2 separate regions of the Mus musculus genome follow, and region 2 is linked to region 1. Evidence: chromatin contacts called from public HiChIP or PLAC-seq data. All regions are on one chromosome and are shown on one strand. The core of a region is the stretch at or near the end of the contact, and the rest is flanking DNA. Distances in the headings are between cores, read along the strand shown.

Region 1 (7,550 bases), core at 3,332-5,831:
ACAAACATTCCTGGCTTTATTCTCTGTCTGTCTGTCTGTCTTTCATTGCTAAGGATCAAGACCAGGACCTATTTATAGAAGCTCTCTGGCACTGAGTTACAGCCCCAGCCTTCCTTCTACTTTCTGTGACTGGGCCTCAGTATAATAGCCTAGGCTAACTTCTAATTCACGCCTCCTGCCTCTTCCTCCCAAGCAATGGGATCACAGGCATGGATAGCATGCTCAGCCAAATTAAAAAAAAAAAAGTTTCTGAATATGTATGTCTATATGTTGTATGTGTGTGTGTATGCATGCTCTCATGTATACATGTGTGCATATGGATGTGGAGGCTAGAAGTTGGTGTTGAGTACCTTTCTTCGTCAGTCCTCGTCTTATATATTGAGGCTGGGCCTATCATTTGATTAGAGATTAACTAGCCAGAGAGCACAGACCCAGCTATTCTTGCTACCAGCTTGCCCTGGGAATCTCCTGTCTCTGCCTTTGGTTAGCTGGGATTCCAGTGGGCCACGGTGAGTACTGGGGTATCTGAACTCTGGTTCTCACTTTGGTATGCCAAGGGCCTTACCTACTGAACCATCTCCCCAGCCCTCCAGATTTTAAAGTTACTTTTGAGACTGGGTGATATATAGCCCAGGCTGGCTGAGGATGCCTCCCTCTTCTGAGTGATCTTCTAGGAGTGTGTACACACTACAACAGCCGGTTTTATTACGTGATAGGGACAGAGCCCAGGGCTTCGGGATTTCAATATGAGCATTTTACATCTTCAGGTCCTTTAAAATAATAATAATAAGAAGAAGATGGATGTAGACAATCATAGGCCAGGTGCTAGAACTGCCCAGAACCAGCTCCTTCCTTCTGCCCCTCCCTGAGTTGGAGTTAGTGTCAGCTGTGAGAGACAATTATGTTTTCTCCATAAGCCCGATGTCCCTGTTCCCAGCAGCTGCAAGGGTCACATATTCTAGTTTTACATAGACAAAGGAGGAATTGGATTGCAGCTGTAGAGGTGGTAGAATACTTGTGTATAGGAAGCCTTAAACTGAATAATCAAAAGTAACACATTACCCAATGAAAGAAAAGAAAGAGAAGTTTCCCCATTGTCTAAACAGGCTGGGAGTGTTCACTGTAACAACCTCAGAGAAATGTTTTCATTGGCCCATTTTACCTGTGCATTCATTCGTTCATTCATTTCCTGTGGTGCTGGGCACATCACTCGGGTCCTTTCTAAGTTTTATGCATTCTCATAGGTCCATTTGAGATCACACTCCAGTCAAGACCCAGTCATGGTGCACAAGTTAGGGATAATGTGATTGGCCAAGTTGGACAAAGTCATGGAACAGGATGCAGCTTTTTAAGAGAAGATGGCAGCACCCAGTGGACAGGTTGGGCAGAGGCATGAGAGTGGAAGGTACCTAGGAGATGGCTGCTTACCCATCAAATAGTAAATGCTAGGCTAGCAAGTAGCTCGACGGGTAAGAGTACTTGCTGACCAAGCATGAGAGCCCATCTACTGAGTTGCATGTGGAGAGATGGCTCAGTAGTTAAGAGTTTAAATTGTTCTTAGAGACAGAACCTGAATTTAAGTCCTAGCGTCCACATCAGACAGGCCACAGCTACCTGTATCTCCAACTCCAGAACATCTGATACCTATTTGAGCTTCTTAGGTACAAACACATAAATAGATAAATTACAAAAACACATAAAATTTGTTTTTTTTTTTTCGAGACAGGGTTTCTCTGTGTAGCCCTGGCTGTCCTGGAACTCTCTCTGTAGACCAGGCTGGCTTTAAACTCACAGAGATCTGCCTGCCTCTGCCTCCTGAGTGCTAGGACTAAAGGTATGTGCCACTTCGACCAGTTTATAATAAGAATTAAAAAAAAAAAAGTCAAGTGTGGTCACACCCTGAGTGCCTGTAAGTCTAGTGCTGGGAAGGGGGATGACTTATGCCAACAAGCTCCGGGTTCAGTGAGACCCTGTCTCAAGGAAGTAAGGAGGAGAGTGACAACCAAAGTGACAACCAAAGTTCTTCTCTGGCAAATGCCTGTGCACACAGGTGTACATACAGTATACAGAACAGCAACACACACACACACACACACACACACACACACACACACACACACACAGAGAACCAGAGTTTCCAGTGAAAGCATTTTAATTTTAACTGTGATGATGGTGGAGGTATTATGAAGTGAAAAACCCAGCACCTTGTCTTTCCTTCTGTCCCCGAATGGTAGCCCAGATTACATCCCCACAGACCATCTAGTTACCCAGCAAAAACACTCATAGTTACCTGCTGATTAGATCCTGGAATCGAGCTTGTTTACCCCAAACTGACCTGATAATAAAATACTGTTTTCTAACACCCAGAGCCAGCTAGCTGGTTTTGTCCAGTCTCCTTGCAGGCATAGACTTACTGATCTTATCCGAGGCCTAGCTGGTGGCTTGACTTTGAGATGGATTGTTTCCACGTTTCTCTGCCACTCTTGAGCTGGCAAAGTCTGCTTATTAACCTTTAACTCACAGTGCAAAATACCTCTGTTTGCTTTGGCCTAGCCTGATGGGTGACGAGTGCTGCCTGGGTTTGCCTTTTGTTGTTTGGTTAGCTAATTCCACTGTGTACCTTAGTCACATTTTGTATATACCACTAGACACCTTGATAATCACAATTCAAGCTTTGAAGAAAAGGAAGATTAGATAATGTGCCCTCCTTTCTTACGATTTAATTCATTACTTTCTGAGAAGGCGTGAGACTAGGCCCCAAGCCACAGTGGAGTAGACTTGTTACACGTTCCTAAGTGCAACAAGCCAGCTACTGTCACAGTATAAAAGTTAGGTTGTGCAATTATAGAAAGCTGGGGCTGGAAAAATGGCTCAGCAGATTAAAGCACTTGCCACCAAGCTTGGCGATTTGAGTTCAATCCTCAGAGCCCACAGGGTGGAGAGATGCTCCACTTTCATACTGTGGCACCCCCCCCCCCCACACACACACCCACACACATACAGACATAAAAGAAGTAAAGAGATTATTTTATGTGTATATATGTAATTACATATATGTGAGGAGGAAGGCCATCCGGTCTTCTTTGTTTTCAATTGTGGTAAAATAAATACAACATAAAATGTACTATTGTAACCTTTTTAGAAAATACAACTCACAGCTGGAGAGATAGTGTGACAGTTAAAAGACATTTGCTGTCCTTGCAGAGGACCTGGGTTCAATTCCCAGCATCCACATGATGACACACCACTATCCATAACTGCAGTTACAGAGAATCTGATGCCTTCATCTGACCTCAGTTGGCACCAGGCTTGTATATGACACACATACATAAATGCAAATGATACATTCATATACATAAAATAAATAAATCTAAACAAATGTGATGTTTAATCAGGCATGGTTCATACCTGTAGCCTAGGCATTCAGGAACCAGAGGCAAGAGGATTGCCACAAGTTTGAGACTAATCTAGACGCCATACTGAGTCCCAGGCCAATGTAGGCTGCAGTGTTAAGACCCTGGGTCTGGTCTGGAGAGATGGCTCAGAGATTAAAGCAGTTGTTGATCTTGCAAAGGACCCAGGTTCAATTTCCAGCACCACGTGGTGATTCATAACAATCTGTGATTCTTAGTTTCAGAGTACCCACTGCTCTTTTCTGACCTCCATTGGAATCAGGCTCACACATGGCACACACATGCACACACACACACACACACACACACACACACTCACTCAGGCAAAAGACAACACATTAATAAAAAAAAAAATCAATCTGGGTCTGGAGAGATGGCTTAAGAGCACTAGCTGCTCTTCCAGAGGACCCAGGTTTAATTCCCAGCACCCAGGTTCAATTCTTTGGCAGCTCACAACTGTCTGTAATGCTGGTTCCAGGAATTTAGCACTCTCAGACAGATAAACATACAGGCAAAACACCAATGCACAAAATAATAAATAAACCATTTTAAAACAAACAAACAGACAGACAAACCCCCTGTCTCAAAGAACAAACCAAACCAATGCACAGTTTTGGGGCTGGAAATATGTGGGAATATAGCTCAGAGCCAGAGCACATATTTGGTGTTTAGTATATATGTTTGTATGTGTATAAATAACATATATATGGTCTGTAGTATATATGTTTGTCTGTGGATATATAACATATATATGGTGTTTAGTAGTATTGCGTGCATTCACAGTGTCCTGTAAGCACTCTCCAGAACTATAACAATCTTGATATCCTTTGCATATATATATATATGTATATATATATGTATGTGGATATATATATACACACTTACATATACATATATATGTATATATATATTTTTTTCTGATTATGTCATATGATACAGACTCGTGATGTTTTGCTGAGGCAAGACCCACGGAAAAACAAGTGACATTTGGAGAGAGTATAAGTAGGGCCCTACAGACAGTGACGGGGGGGGGGGGGGGGGGAGCGTGCATAGTGATCTATGCAGCTCTTCCTTGGTTTCTCCTCTTTGCTGATCTTCACTTCGTTGAGAAAGGTCTGGCAGAGAACTAGCACTGCAGCTGGAGGCCAGGTGGTTTCTGCTGAATCATGCTGAATCATGCTGCCATTGCTGATTTGGGTTTGGTGACTCTTGAACTGAACTGCCGGTATCCTGACAAAAGGAGATGACATTCACAAAGAACCACTTCTAAATAGCTCCACATCCCCTTGTCCTATTTACCATCTTTTCTCCCCTACCTTTGGACTGTGGGCTAGAAGGAGAGTTGAAGCATTTGAGAACCCTTATTACATTAAGTTTTGAAAATTCTAAGCTTTCACTTCCTATTCCAGCACCTTTTTGACTCTTTGTCTCAGCAGCGTCTTGACTATTCTAGGAATCTCATATGAATGGAATTACAGAACATGTGTTCTCCCTCTCTCTCTCCCTTCCTCCTCCCCCCTCTGTGTGTTTGTGTAACAGGCCCATGCCAACATAGCCTTTTGCTTGAGTGTTCTACGTCCTTCCCCCTTGTGCCCGCTTTGTCATTAATGCTGCAGAGTGTAGCCCTCTGTCAGGAGCACGGACTGCTTCCTTTGTTTAATAAGTATTTCCTCCAGGGTTAGAATGCATCCTGGTCCGTAGCAGATGTTCCATAAGTATTTGTTCCATGAGTTAATGGAAGGCAAGGCAGGTAGTGGAGGCACACATCTTTATTCCCAGCACTCAGGCAGAAACAGGCAGATCTCTGAGTTGGAGGCCAGCCTGGTCTACAGAGTGGAACAGCCAGGGCTACACAGAGAAACCCTGTCTCAAGAAAACAGAAAAAAAAAAAAAAAAAAAAAAAAAAAAAGAAGAAGAAGAATGGAAGGCAAGCTTTTTTATAGCAGTAGCAGCAAGGAATCGGAACCCATCTATCCATCTGTTGTCTGAAGGTGTTTTGTTTTATCATCCCACGCTGTGCAGAGAGGCTGCTGCACAATTTGTTTCTGTTGACATAGATTCTTCAACTCTATGATAAACTCTTGATGTGGTCTTAAGGAAGCTAGTGGTAAATTATATTCTAATTTGCCAAAGTCAGGATGGATCAGAAGAACCAGAGTATATCTCATGCTAATACTTAAGTAGTAGAAATTTTTACATTGTCGCTCATTAAATTCCAAAAACTCTGCAAGGTCTCTGTCGTCTCCTCCCATTGCATAGTTGAACACTCAGACTAAAATTCAGAATTCTGATTCCTGACTCATTCCAAAGATGAGTAGAAGCTCCAAGATTTGAACCTCTATCTCCCACCTCCTAGGGCACTCTTCAGTCCAGAAACACTTCCCTAGGGATCATCCGCATGTGTCAGAGGGTGAAAAGAGCTGGCCTAAAAGTCAAGAAGGGTGGGGAGATGGCCTAGTGTTTAAAGTGCTTGCTTTGCAAGGGTGAGGGCTGCAGTTCAGATCCCCAGAGCCCACAGAAATGCCATGTGATTCCACCCTTGCAAGATGGAGACGGTATCCCTGAGCAAGCTGGCTAGAGTAATTAGCTATCTCTGTGAGCTCTGGGTTAGATGTAGTGACTGTCTAAGATGGAAGAGTGACAAAGGTGATTCCAACCTCAGACCTCCACATGCTCTGCACATGCGTGCACACTCCCACATGTGTAATTACATACATACAAACACAAATACACACCAACATTCGAACATGGAAAATAAAAGGTCAAGAATATTCTACCAAAGTTTCCGGAACTACTTGATATAGTCTTTCCTTTTGTTTTATTTTGTTTAATGTGGGGTCTTACGTAGCCCACGCTGGCCTCCAGCTCTCCATCCTCCTGCCTCAGCCTGTTTCACAGGACAGTCTTGGTGGGTCTTTCTGCTGTACTGTGTACTGAAGCCGGGACTTGAGCATGCTCTGCCTGGGGCAACTCTTTCAGCCTAGACACTTCTAACAAAAGCACCTTGTCCGGCACGAGGGCTGGAAAAGGTGCGTCCTTGGGTTCCTATAGAGCAAACACAAACAGTTTTGACAAAATGGTGGGGACTAGTGATTCCAAAATTGGAATGATCTTTGGCAAAGCCAATTGAGTTCAAAAATAAATCTTAGTTTGCTTAAGATATCCTCAAATTAAGCATTTTCACTGAAAGTAAAAATTTAATTCAAAACATATGTCAGCGTAAAGCCAAACCCAGCAACTTAGGGTCATTAGCATACTTGGGAACTATTGGAATGCGTATTAAAATATTGCTCCTCTTTAAGGTTTAAAAAACGTATGTCTGAGACAAGGTCTTGCTTCGTAGCCTTAGGAGCTGGAACTTGCTATGTAGTCTGGGCTAAGCTCAAAGACTTAGAGATCCACCTGTTTCTGCCCCTGAATGCTGGGATTAAAAATGTGTGCCACCATACCTAGCTTTAAATTAAAAAAAAAAAGTCTTTGTAAAAATTGGCTCTTATGTGTAAGAATGTTTTGATATATATATGTATGTGTACCTTACACATACACTCTGGTGCCTCGTGCCCATAGAGGACAGAAGACGGTCAGGGAAGGAGTTACAGACAGTTGTGAACCTGCCATGTGGGTGCTGGGAATTGAATCCAGGTTCTCTAAAAGAGGAGCCAGTGCTCTTAATCACTAAACCACCTCTCTGTCCCCAGTTTATTTCTTCTTAAAGTTGTTAAACTAGGAAAGGATGAGGCACACCTTTGAACGTTGCATCCAGCACACTGCAGGCCTGGGCACTGGTAGAATTCCTTTACCTCTGTCTGCTCAAGGTGACAAAGTCTAGAGGTGACACCCAATCTCAATTATGCCCTCGGGTCACGTTCTCTCACCTGGGGGGTGGGGGGCATCAGGAGGTGACTCTACATGGGACAGTTGATGTCCTTGCTGGCCGTTTGTTCATCCCTCAGTCAAGATGGTCTAGGTCCTTTAGAAATATATTGAATCATAGGAAAAGGGTTTTTATGTTGTTGTTTGGTTGGTTTGGTTTTCCAGTGTTTATGCAAATTTACTCATTTTCCAGCTACCTGATCTTTTTGAAGTCCAGCGGAGCAAAGCAAGGGTGGGGACTCACAAGAGATCCTGCAACAGCAC
Region 2 (7,550 bases), core at 2,498-4,997, 240 kb before region 1:
AACAATGGAGGCCTGGAGGAAGTTGGATGAGAGGATGCACAGTTTAAGAACAGTGCATTTTCCAGGCAAGCTGTTGGAGAGTAGCTGAGCCCTGCAGGTATGATGCTGCAATAATTTAACTCTGAAGAATAATGACACATGTCAGCTTGCAGGACAAGAAATAATTACATGACAACACGGTTTTTGTTTGTTTGTTTGTTTGTTTTTGTTTTTTTTAAATAGCAGGTACTTATGGTAAAGTTAATTTTAGAACAGGCAAGTAACGATCACTTGCGATGAAAACATGCACCAGTGTCTTGTAATTTATGACTGTTTCTTTTTCTCCAGAAGAAACATGGCTGCTCACCGAGAGCCATCGAGACATGCGTACAAGCCCTTAGCTATGGCTCCTGTAAGAAATGTCTATGGATATAGAAATGTCTTCTCGCTTGTTATACTTTCTCAGGAGAGACACCATGAGCTGGGCACAGGACAGAGGAAGGCTGATGCTTACCTCCTTGCTCAAGGGTTTGGAGTCATCACGGTAGTTTGTTTTCCAGAGAACTAACTATATGTACATGATGTGATGCAGAGGTTTTGCGATTGGCTTAGAAACTCCTTAAATGTATCTTGAGAGAGGAGGAGGGGTAAAGAGACAAAAGTACATTCAGAAAAGGGATGCAACAGAACAAGGCCCGCAGAACGACTTCCGACCCAACACTTTTATCATCTGAGCATCGGGCCTTCGGCTGGGACTCATCCAACACCATCTGCATCTCTAAAGTTTCAGACATCCATCGCTTCCAGTAATTTTCTATTTTTTTTGATCTTTAATTGTAAAAAAGCTACAATGAGCGTGAGATTGTATTTCTTCCCATATACAATCTGCCATTCTTCCCAGGATTCTATTAGCCTCTGGCTAATCACTCCATCACTTCTGTCCTGAAGCCTTCACCCTGCTGTTCAAATGGGAGTCCTGTGTCAACAGATTCCAGTCTGAAGAGCCATGTGGATTTTAAGAAATACGAACTCACTAAACATATGTTTCTGTTTTTTTAAAAAAGGCCTCTCAGTATACACGAGTATAATAAAAGATGTAAAACCCTGCTTCTTCCTTGGAGAATGCTGGTGTGTTTTAAGAGCTACAAAACCACAGAGTCTACCGTGGGGAAAATCCCACTGGTTGAGCAAGTAAAACAAAGAAATCTCACTGTTAAAGCTACTTTTTCTTAACCACAAATAAATTTTCATGTAAGTACTAACACCTTAACATATAATACACAATACTGAGAACAAAAGATTCAGATACACTAGAAATACACCTTAATTACAGACAGCCACATCAAAAGATCCAGTCAATAAAGTAAGCTGAGAAAGGTTTAGAAAAATATTATCAGCGGAAAAGCTCATATATCCACTGTTTTTAACCAGAAGGTCACTAGGTTGAAAAGCTGGTTGCCTTGTCTTTTGTCCCATGTCTTCTATTAATGGCATAAGGAAATGCTTAAGACATCTTGGAGAGACAGGCCATAAGCAAAAATTTGTAAATGATTTTTGCTGGAATCTCTCCATGGTACAGACTCCTAATACAACATGCTTCCTCCAAATTAATGGCTGACCAGCGTCATCCACAAGGACCACAGTTACAGGCAAACAGTTCTGGCCTCCTTAACACCAGAGCCAAGATCCGTGTCTAAGATACACCTGGACGACAGTTATCAGCCATTACAAATCAGTTAGTTTCACCACATTAGCCGAATAGGTATTCTTTCCCCTTTGTTTTGAATGAAACTATGCTGGAAAGAAAATGAAGAATGCTGTCAACCTAGTCAAGACACAGGAATTGAAAAATCACATGGAAAAGCGATGGTTCCATCAGGAAAGCACTGAGACAGAGACGTCTGGTCAGGCAACAGCAGGTAGAAAAGTCTCACTACTGCCTGAGGTCATGGGAGTCATGAGTTTGGACACAGAGGAGCAAGGCTAGAGAATGAGGACACTGCTCACACTGAGCACAGCAAGCATCTTCCATGCTTGGCTACATTCTAAGTGATAGGAAGTTCTTTGCACACCTTTTTCATACTGACCTGCCAGGAAGCCATGATTTCGCCCACAGAGATTGGGAGTCCTGTGCACACATTTGCTACGTGGGTGCTGGTGCAAACAGTTGGTCTGACTTGAGGGGCTCGCTCTATTACAAGCTAGTTTGCCCTGGGCAGGTGGGGGAAGCCATCAGCCAAAGCCAAGAAAAATAAGAAAACTCTGTCAAAGGGCCCTCTCTAGAATGAAGCCTTTATTTATTTTTATCAGCATTTAAGCAACAAACAGCTTTTGGCTGCTGAGTTCATCAGCTGGGCTCAAAGAAAATAACCATCTCTCTAATGAAGATCAAAGTTTTGCACCACACTGGAGACATCCTGCTTTGTTAATGGAGTCCATTTGGGGCTGTAGCCCGTTTGTTGGAGTAACTGGCTCAAAATTCATGAGCTTCATGCCAGGACTTCATAGTATCTGCTGTCATTATTTAGTTGCATGTCAGTAGAGGCAGAGCTGCAAAGAGAAAGTCTCCTATTTGCATGTATCAGAGATTTAACACATCACTGAAACCTGAAAGAAAAGACAAAAAGCAATCCCCTTCCCCTGTGTCTCTAAGCTTTAGAACTAGCGCTCCCCAAGCAACCTGAGATATTTCTCCGTTTGTCATTAGTTAACCACATAACTTTAAGAAAGAAAAGACTTGACTGAGTTTGGGTCTAAACAATCATTTGTCTAAAAGACAATCAGTCATGTTGTCAGGCACTTAGGAGAACATGCATGAAGCTGGGATGACATTCAGCTATTTTAAAAATAGCACTGGGTTCTCAGCACTCGCGGGGTTGGGGGTGGGGAGCCCAGCAACGCTCAGAGGTTAGTCAGAGGCCTAAACAAACAGAGGCACTATGGTTTGTCTTTCCATGGTTTGTCTTTAGTCATGGATAATAACTACTGTATTCAAGATGGCTCATTAACCTGGTGTTTCCACTAGATTTCTAAATGCATGGAAATTTTAGACCCACTCAAACTGTATCAGTCTCTTTCTTAAGAAGAATCCTTTTTTTTTTCCCTCAAAATCTCTATAAAACAATGTAATTTCCCTAAGTTGTGCAAAACTGGAAAAAATTTCACATGGTGGAAAATGTTACTTCACTGTCCTAAAAGAGCCCTTATTTTACAGTTTGTTAAGACCCTAAACCTAAGCAGGACCAGAGAAGCAGGCCTAGTGGCTAGGCTCTAGAATTCCAGTGACTCGGGGCTGATATCAGAGGATCAAGAAGTTCAAGGCCTGCTTGTCTCTAACAGAAGGGAAAGGAGGGCTAGGGGAAAAGCCTGCTTAGCCTGCATGCAATCCTCAGACACACACACACACACACACACACACACACACACACACACACACACAGAGTCATCTATTTTTAAAATCTTGTTATCAAACGTCAACTGAAATAACTGCTAATGCACTGCTTTTGAAATGATGTTACTACTAAATTTTGTCAAGGCAAATGCCATAGTGCCTCTGTTTGTTTAGGCCTCTGACTTGTGAAAAGGGACTCCTCTCAAATTTCCCATACTTCTAGACTTTTGCAATATTTTCTAGAATTTGGAGATAATACTGTTCAGGTTTTAAAGCAAAACAAAACAAAACAACCAACCAACCACAAAGCTGCAGTGTGCCTGACCAGCAGATGGTGGTGTAGCAGCACTTCCAAGCCCAGCTCCTGAGGGACAGGCCAGACCTGTCCCTGTATCACTACCCTGGGCTCCTCCTTCACAGTCATAAGAAGAGGAAGAACACAATATAAGCTGTCTAACATTTCATCATGGACTGTGGTTGTTTGCTGGGTCTTGTCTGTAAGATGCAGACTCTGAGCTATCTTAGTGCATAGGCAGCTGTGGTTCTCCCACACCTAATAGCCCGAACTGAGGCATTAATCAAGGCTGCTAACGTCTGTGGATTCGGTGCCAGACTTTCCAGTCCGGAAAACTTGGGCCATCCTAGCCATTTCGGGAGGTTCCCGTGAAGCTAGGTTTCTCCTGACAACGTACAGCGAGTCAATGGTTAATCTTCTGTGAGGCCCTAGGAGCTAAGCCATGAAGACTCACATATTATAGAAGTAGAGGAAGTTGGCCCGCTGCTCAGAGCCACTCATGGAAATGTTGTGAGTTGAGCAAGATGTGTGAATTAGGAACATTAAGTGGCTCTGCTTTAGCCGTGGACTTCCAAGAGTGAGTAGGACTTTCCTTGGCGTAACTGAGCTGAGGGGAGGTTTGCTGTTTGATTTCCAGTGACAGTGCCGCCTACGGAATGGTCTACCACAGAAGTTTAATTTCATGTGAAACTGACTATTTTTCAGATGGTGGGAAGAGTGAGTAATGAAACAGCAGGCGCTGTGAGAACAGCTGGCCTTCCCACCACACTACTCGGTCCTCTTAGAAGGTACTTCAGTAAGTTCAAACCCAGCACTCGCATTCTCTTGCCAGCAACAACATTCAACATTAACGCTCTAGGATGGCTCCTTTCTCCCTCTGGCCCAGCAGAAACTTTCTCACAGCAAACGCTAGCTCTGCTGAAGGCAGGGGACACAGAGAGCTACAGCTGGTCCTCGCCTCATTCAGGCTCCAAATCACTGCTGAGAGACCAGATCATTTTCTTATGGCTCTCCATGTTCTAAAGGCCAATAACTCTAAAACCTTAAGAGCCCTAAATGTCATAATTGGCATTTTCACAGGTTATTGGAAGGAAGCCCCTACCACAGTCACTTTGGTAAGTCACACTGGTGCCTGTGGTCAGCGTGAGTGCCTGTTTGTTTATGACTATGGTAAGGGAATAAACCAGGCCTTCACCAAAGACCCACAGAATAAGTAGTCAAATGTAATTTATGAATTTATGATCATTTTGCTCTTGTTTTTCCTTTTAGTGTTAGGGATTAAAACAAGAAGGTGAAGATGTTTAAACATTACATAGCACAGAACAGAAGTTGGGGCCACAGGAGATATGCATGACATATATTTTGTGAAAAGTCTTTAACTTAAAAAGAGAGCGAGAAGCTGGGTGTAATGGCTAACAACATTTGTCAACTTGACAGGATCTAGAACTCCTGGGAGACAAGTTTAACTGTGGCTGAAAGAGCCACCCCAGGACTGTGGACAGTGTCACTCTGTGGGAAGGAGTCCTGGATTAAAGAAAATGGGGACAGAAGGGGAGCACCACTAACCCCTGCTCTCCACTTCCTGACTGTGGGGCACTCTGTCAGCAGCCTTAGGGTACTGACTGTGGGGCACTCTGTCAGCAGCCTTAGGGTACTGAAGCGCTACCTTCCCCTCCAGGATCTTGTCCCCTGGAGCTGTAAGCAGAGATAAAGCCCCTGCTCAGGTACTTGGTTGCAGCATTAGGTAAAGTAACTAATATATTAGGTGTGGTACACTCCTGCAATCCCAGTGGTGAACATCTGCAATCCCAGTGCCCAGGCACCAAGGCAGAAAGACTAAGACTCAGAGGCTAACCTAGACTGCACAGTAACAACCTGTAACACAAAAAGGGAAGGGGGAGAGACTGAAAGAGTTAGGAAGCTTTAAGACATGACACCTAACTAAAAATACAGACTCTGCCCCATTAATGCCTAAAAGAATTGACATGCCATGGCACCTTCCCCAAGAACCACATCAGAATCTACACTTCTAGATGAAAACAGATTCCAAGCTCTGCATTTCCCACCAAAATTTTTAACAAAGGCAAAACTAAAGCCAAGAGAATGAGGGGGGGGAGAGGGAGAGGGAGAGGGAGAGGGAGAGGGAGAGGGAGAGGGAGAGGGAGAGGGAGAGGGAGAGGGAGAGGGAGAGGGAGATCCTTGAAGCATGTGCCTACTTGACCAAAGGCTGGAGGTGACAGAACACAAGGCATCTGACATGTGACCCAGTGCACTACTGACAAGAGGAAGCTTCAAATTCTATTGTAAGGAGGAATAATTTATGCCTGTTGGCTGAGGGCTGAAGTCTCTGGAAACCTGCTGCCACTTACTTATTCCTCACAGGCTCTCAATAAGTCAGCTTTCAAGTAATGTGACTAAAATAATGCATCCATCACTGTAAAATAAGCATTCCTAGCTTTCCTGAACGTAAGGGCATTTAAAATGTGGCATCTAAGTTGCCCTTTTCTATCTAGTTCTAAAACAAGCAAGCGAACACCAGCCGTAAGAACGCAGAGACCTGATGGTTCACACCCCAAATCCAAGAACCCCACCCCCACCCCATTCAAAGGGCTGCCCACACAGCTTCATCGGGATGTTTTCAGGGACAAAGAACACTTTTTAAAAGGTGGTGGGTCATCTCCACTTCAATCACACAGCTTAATGGCAGGGCTACGTGCTAAGTCTGACAGTGTCCCCAGTAGGAAGCAGTCCCAAAAGGAAAAAGTGTTTGAGGTGGCATGTAAGGATGGGAAAGGGAAGACTCCACACTCACACACGGATTTAGCCCCATTGTAACAAAAATAAAAGTCTGACAACAGTGCTCTATGTGAGCACCTGAAGGCTCCCGCCACATTTGATCTGGTAAAAGAGCCCTCACTCAACTTGGTTTCCTTCATTTTGGACTTCGAGCCTCCAAGAGCTAATAACTGTTTATTACAAAAATTACCCAGTCAATGGTATTCTGTTACAGAACACAGAACGAACGAGCAAGAGTATCCTAGACAAGGAACTTAAATTAGCCTCTCTGTGGACTTGTTTGCATCAGAACCAATTTTGCTCTCAAAAAAACCCCAAAAAAACAAAAAACCAAAAACTGGATTAGTCTAGTTTTTTTTTTCTTTATCTTTTACTTTTGGCCTTGACACTACTGAAGGACCTGGCATGTTGTTTGTTCTTGCACGCATGCATGCATGCACATGTGTATGTGCGTGTGCCCGTGTTGACATGGGCTCTTTAACTTACATGTCTGAGACAGGCTCCCCACTCAAAGTGCTGCCACTGACTCAGCTATGTCAGCTGGCCAGAGTCCCAAGAGCCTCCTCTCTGCTTCTCCTGCCCTGGGTTAAGGTATCCATCGTCACACTGGGCTGTCTGAGTGCTGGGAACCTGCACTCGGATCCTTGCTTGCCCAGCAAGCACCTTACCAACTAATCTATCCACCCTCCAGTCCCCTCTTATTTTCACTTTTTTTGGGGTGTGGGGGGTTGGTGTTCTAGTGGCACGTACGGCTGTGTACCATGTGCATGTAGCACTTGTGGGGGACAGAAGGGGGCATAAAATCCCTCTGGAACTTGAGTTGCAAACAGATCTGAGTTGCCATGTGGATGCTGGGAATTGAACCTGGGTCCTCTAAAAGAGCAGTCAGTGCTCTTAACCACTGAGCCATCTCTCTAACTCGAAATGCTTAGATCTAGAGGACTGGTCATCTAAACGCCTCTCATTCCAGCAAAGCTGCAGACACTGTTGGGTGCTGGAAGTACAAAGAGGAATGGGCCATAACTGCTGAAGAATTGACAGCACATAAGATGAGTACAGGTGGAGATGATTTTTTTAAACCTTATTTTT

What was found. HiChIP or PLAC-seq counts read pairs in DNA pulled down with a chosen protein or histone mark.
Region 2: a FOXA1 HiChIP or PLAC-seq map of pancreatic cancer cells shows a contact between it and region 1. The contact joins two enhancer-like sites. A contact is called at or near these places in 4 of 39 promoter capture datasets (frontonasal cranial neural crest, hematopoietic stem and progenitor cells, hippocampal neurons and 1 more), 1 of 15 datasets of contacts at CTCF or cohesin (the NIH/3T3 cell line), 1 of 115 datasets of contacts at active chromatin or transcription factors (pancreatic cancer cells) and 3 of 9 other capture datasets (adipose tissue, liver and pancreatic islet).

What each region holds. Positions count from the first base shown.
Region 1 is chr12:73,086,117-73,093,666 of GRCm38.p6, reverse strand. No RefSeq gene overlaps it. Among named protein-coding and RNA genes, the nearest start is that of Six4, 23 kb to the left of the region's middle. Within about 2 kb of position 4,581, at least 40 of the 459 cell types and tissues checked have an H3K27ac peak or open chromatin away from gene starts, as enhancers often do. A contact at or near this core is called in the NIH/3T3 cell line and pancreatic cancer cells, where this site is marked.
Region 2 is chr12:73,321,133-73,328,682 of GRCm38.p6, reverse strand. All of the region lies in intron 5 of Slc38a6 (solute carrier family 38, member 6), which reads right to left. Among named protein-coding and RNA genes, the nearest start is that of Slc38a6, 38 kb to the right of the region's middle. Within about 2 kb of position 3,747, at least 95 of the 459 cell types and tissues checked have an H3K27ac peak or open chromatin away from gene starts, as enhancers often do. A contact at or near this core is called in the NIH/3T3 cell line and pancreatic cancer cells, where this site is marked.